Regions from separate parts of the Urocitellus parryii genome. Here region 1 is linked to region 2. A link is a contact called in public Hi-C data. All regions are on one chromosome and are shown on one strand. The core of a region is the stretch at or near the end of the contact, and the rest is flanking DNA. Distances in the headings are between cores, read along the strand shown. Region 1 holds the start of Fam110b (family with sequence similarity 110 member B). Region 2 holds the start of Ubxn2b (UBX domain protein 2B).

The links. A called contact is a pair of places that touch in the nucleus more often than the background predicts.
Region 1: a Hi-C map of muscle shows a contact between it and region 2, with 2.0 times the contacts expected there. The contact joins the promoter of Fam110b here to the promoter of Ubxn2b in region 2. A contact is called at or near these places in 2 of 2 Hi-C or Micro-C datasets (liver and muscle).

Annotation. Positions count from the first base shown.
Region 1 is chr7:71,813,222-71,815,934 of mUroPar1.hap1, forward strand. Fam110b (family with sequence similarity 110 member B) reads right to left here and starts at 1,404. Exons shown (of 5, transcript XM_026408490.2): 1 at 1,174-1,404.
Region 2 is chr7:71,455,365-71,458,086 of mUroPar1.hap1, forward strand. Ubxn2b (UBX domain protein 2B) reads right to left here and starts at 1,346. Exons shown (of 8, transcript XM_026408502.2): 1 at 1,259-1,346. The coding sequence starts at 1,342.

The sequences.
Region 1 (2,713 bases), core at 154-2,653, 360 kb after region 2:
GAAGTCATACTACTCATACTGCAAAAATGCTGATTCTACTATCATATTCCTCTTTGCAAAAACAGACCAGTTAGCAGTCCTCACAAGGCCAGCCATGCAATGTTGTCACAGATGTGTGCCAGATTTTGCACAGGACGGAACTTGGCTGTGAGGAAAACCCAGAGTTCGCCTGAATTTCAGGCAGGAAAGAAAGCCTGCTCATTTTTGTTGTGAATCGGAACAACAACCTGAAAGGGTTAAAAATCCGGGCACCAGGTGTTTTCTTTCCACTTTCCAGAGTAATTTAAGCACACAGCAAAGTTATCTCTCATTTCCTTCTTCACCAGCCAGTCTGGAGGGCTGGGGGGGGGGGGGGTAACCTGTCACTGCCGTTTACAGTGTGCGGCTCCTGTTGTAACAAAAGGGGGGGGGGACACCCAGGCTGGGCAGGCGGGCACCCGGGCTTCCCACAGCCTGCACGCGGCTTTGTTGCCAAGTTATGTGCTCCGCTGGGTTATGGGCGCACGAGTGAGCCTAGGAGAATTTAATTCAATTTCCAACCTGCATGCTTTCAAAGAAAGTAGAGACAATTGAGACCACGGGAGGGACAGGAAGGGTAATCAAAAATAAACTTTCAGAGCCTCGGGATCTGCATTTCTTGAAATAACTCCCAGCCAGGGATCAGGACGTACTGATACTCTGAAAGTATTTATTTGGCACGAAAATGGGCCACCAAGCACGGAGTGGGGGGGGGGGTCGAGGGAGGTCCCGTCCCTGAGGACCACTCCCCCAGCAGCAAGCTGCAGGCGGGCGCGCTTTCCTAGCCCACCTCGGTTTCGCAGCGCCGCCAGACTCCACTCGGCCGCTGCCGGGCCCCGGCGCCGTGCCCGGCCTCCTCACCGAGCCCAGGACGAGCAGCCCGGCGCAGAGGGGGCGCCATACGGGCAGTGGCGGAGCGCCTCTCCAGGCGGCCCGGAGCGACACCAGGGTCCACTGGACCATGGAGGCCCCCAGGTCGGGGTAGACCGCCCCACGCACGGCGCGGAGGCACCGGCGCACACCCACTTGGCGCGCGCCGCCCGGCCGCGGAGGCTGGGGCATTGTCCGCAGTCGCCGCGCGGCAGGGGCCGCGGGACCCGAATCCCGGACTCCGACCGGCAGTCCCCCCAGCAGTCACCCACGGCCCAGTCTTACCTCGGCCGCGCTACCGGCCCCGGGAGGTGCGGGCCGAGCTCGGCTCCAGGACCCCGAGAGAGATGAGGAGGGAGAGTCGGGACCCACAAGGGAAGGCGGGCCGAGCGCGAGCTGCTGGGCCGCCGAATTCTAGCCGCCGCCGCCGCCGCCGCCGGGCAACGGGGCGGAGCGGGCTCCGGAGCCGGCCCTGGACTAGCGGCCGCGGAGGGTTAGTCTGGCGACTGCAGCGACCGTTCGCTCTGCACAGAGTGGGAGGGCTCAGGCAGGCTTTGCTGGAGAGCGAGGGAGGGAACTTGGAGCTAGTTGCTGTGGCCCAGAGCGCGTGTCCCTGAGCGAGCGTGCACGCCCCCAGGGCGCTCCGCCCCCGTCCCGCCCCAACCCCACCTGCCTGGTCCCCACCCCCTCCTGTACCCCCACTCCTGTTCCTGTTTCTCCCCGCCCACTTCCATCCAGACTCCTACTTCCCCTATCCCCGATCCCATCCTCCTGGCCAAACCAGCACCTGCCCACCAGCTCCTACCCTGATGAAAGATCCCCTGGATCTGAGCTTGCCGCTCTAGTTCAGACCAGTCACTCCTGGCGACTAGAGCCTGGTTGCAGATGTCATAACTTCATCAGCTAGTCCAGAGACGCTTGATCTTTTTCCTATCTTTCACAGACTCAGATGGGTGTTTTAGTATTAAGTAAATATTTGGAGAAAATAATAAAGAATTTTTAAAAAATCTCAAAGTTGAGGTACTGCCTCTGGAGTGTGGACCAGCTGATGTTTCAAAGTTAAGTCAATGTGAGGGGGGAGGGGCGCATCATATTCATCTCAATGTATTATTGGCTTAAAATATTTAGTTTTTATTATTTGCTTAATAACATGGTTGGTTTTCTCTGGGGGACAGAGTTGTTTTGGGAAAGCTAAACTGACTCACTTAGTTTTGCTTTTGCTCCTGGGAACTCTAAAAGATGAATTCCATGTTCATCAAAATGATTGAATCTGAACAAGGTAAGGATCCACCAAATATGATTTCTTCTCAATAATATTTAGAAAAGATATTTTTTTCACCTTTAGTATATGTGAAATATGGTGACATTCATCTCATTTTTTTCAGAAAAGCCATCTACCTGTATGTACTTAAGTCAAGTGGCTGTTGTTTCATTCCAGTTCAGAAATTAACAGATAAATAAAACTCAGGAAGTAACAAATAAAGAAAACTCTGTATTAAATTTTGGTTATTTACAAGAGTGCCATTTTAAATAGTGATGTGATTCTGAGCTTTATATGGCACTTCCCTTTGTCATACTAATACATTCCTGGTGATCCCAGATTATGTTGTGGTCTCCATTTACTCCAGAAGTTCAAAGTTCATGTCACAGTGGAATGAAGTTATTTTCCATCATTGCCATAGCAAATGTAACCAGCTTTACTCCCTCCAAAGTCGATTATTAAAAGAAACTTCTTTGCCCCAACTCCTTCCTGCTGGGAATTGCTTCCTCCATGGGGTAAGACCAAAACACAAATCTCCCTGCCATTCAGTGGCATGTGACCCAG
Region 2 (2,722 bases), core at 96-2,595:
TGCCTTTTATACTTCTGTACTGTTTAAAAAGGGATATTCCTCAGACCAACTTGATTTAGTAGAATTTACTTATTAGTAAAATAAAGCCAAGCAAAACAACTTATGAAGGGGAGATTCCCAAAACCAAAGCAGGTTAGGAAAACTCCAAGCAACAATGTGATCCTATAACATTTATAGAAAAATGGAAGGGAGGCACAGAAAACTTAATTAGCTACTGCTTGGTCAATCAACCATTAACAGCTTAACTACTTAAGTGGGTACAGGGCCACATGTAACCAATCAAAGCTGAGTTATAGTTAAGTTCTGTATGTTTTGGTCTGTTGGGCCCAATCTAGATGCCCTCCTTAAATTGGCAGCCTCCTACAATTTCATTTAATAACTTTCCACAGTATTCCAGCACAGACTATGGGTTAGATGTCCTATTTATCTCTGCATTTCCCAAAGCTTAGCAGTAAGTTACATGGCAGGTGGTCAGTATGTTTGTTCAAAGAAGTAGAATCAAAATGTGGCTATAAATACAACGTTATGTCAACGGTTGTGGATTCAATAGCATTTATTTTTAATGATAGCTCCTTAGAATTATTTGTTGAGTTTTATCAATGATTTTATAAGAGGGCAGAAAAAAGACAAGCATTAGCCAAGTGGTGCTAGACTCTGATAAACAATAAGATTTGGTGCACTGGTATTTAGCCAACCAAGTCAGTATCCTATAACAATACAAAATTTTTATTTCCTTCCCCCATTTCTAAGTGCACTGTTTTAGAGACCACTCTTCACAATCACCTTATACACGTCTGTAGGATGAATTGCTTTAGTTCACCCTCCCCCCTTCCAAAAAAGGTACTTGATGGAAAGGAACCACTTTTACATTTAAGTCATAAAGTTAGAAAGGGCAACCAAGACAAGAAAAAGCCAGCACCCATTATTACTTTCTAAGTGTCTGCGGATTTATTACCATCCATACTAATTCCTTCTCCCAAGTCTCAGGAAGGAAGCTCGCCCGTTGCCGCAAAATGCCATTGCAAACTAAAGGGGGACGAGGTGCGCCCGGGAGAGACTTGGGCACCTGTTTCCAAATCCACCACGGTGCAATGCACTTCCCTGGAGTAACCCCCAAGCAGGAGTCTCAATTCCATCCCTAGAGAGAGTCGGGAAAGGGCTCAGCCGGTCTAAAGCGGCCTCTGACTCACGCCCGCTCGCGCTGTCACCGGCCCGGCCCCGCCCGCGGCAGCACCCTTGGCTTCAGCAACTCGCGCACCTGTAAGTCCCGCGCGCTCGGGGGCCCTGGCTTAGAAGACCTCCGCTCCTGCTCCTCCGGCTCTGGAACACCACCCTCCGCCATTTTCCGCCGGCTCCCGGCGCCCGCCGCGGACGCGCTTCCTGTGACTTCCGGGGTAGTTGCTTAGCAACTGCGAGAAGGGGCGGAGCCGCGCCGTGAACTCCGGGGGACCGGGCGGAACGCCACGGAGCGCGCTTGCTACGTAGTTCCCGAGCGCTTGCGTCTGGCCCGCACTTTCTCGCCTGTCAGTCTACTTTCCTTAATATTTTTCGGCTTCAGTCTGGAGTTCACGCTGCTAAACGCTTGAAGGCGCTGTAGACTGCCCTAAAGAGCAGCGATGACTTGCCGATTCCTTAATTCAGCAAGGAAAACGTCCTCTGGATGTTTGATCAGGTGAACATTCGACCTCACCTGCCTAGTGGTAGTCAGATTCTCTCCTCCCTGTCAAGGACTGAACAGCACATGGCCTTCACAGCGTGGATTGGCATTGGGCGCAAAGAGCACCCTGAAAATTTACAATCCAACTGGAGACTGTTAATCCTTCTTTATTCAACTGGGATTTATTTAAACATCTGTCATATCCCGAGTACTTTTATGCATTTGCGATATGAAAGCAAAAAGAAATAGTCCCAGTCATTGTGAATCTCACAATCTAATGGGCAAAAGAAAGATGTAAACAGACAATAACATGTAATTTTTGGTAGAGTTTTGAGAAAGTGTTATAGGAGGAACTTGGGGTGGGTTTGAAGGGGGGAATATTCTGTTGGTGTCTACTGTGCGCACTATGCAAATGTTGGAGCTCAGAAAATATATCCGCCAAATATGCTGCTTTGGCGTGTTAATTATTTTTAGTCAAAGGCACAACAGCAGGTGCAAGAAGATCAGTCTGACCTTCCTTTCTCTTTCTGAAAGGAAGAAACAATCCTCTTGTGAAAGATGCCTTCCCTGGAAAGAAGTCTTAACCACTAGAGACAAGGAGTCCAGGCCCAGAGAAGTCTGTACAAACAGACCATATAAAACTAACCCACACCTTCCTAGTTCCTTTTCCAAAACTTCCACTCTTTGTTCAGTCTAGTATATAAACCCAGATGCTTATTCAGGTCTTCATCTTCCTTCATTTTCTTTGGTAGACACCCATGTACATGTAAAATTTTATTTAAAATTTGCACATTTTTCTCCTGTTAAGCTGTTTTATATCAGTTTAATTCATAGGCCCAGCTAGAGAATTTTTTTTCTGCCCCAGAATGTATTCTATATGCAATCTCATCTATCTCTCTGTAAAGTTAGCAATTACTATGTTATACCAAAGAAAACATATGTAATGACTAAATTCACTCTCTACTAAATGGAATACCAGATTCTAAACCTTGCATTTGTTGTTCTGATACTCTTTTTAATGCAAAATTTTGCACTATAAATATCCCTAGCTCTGTCTTTAACAAG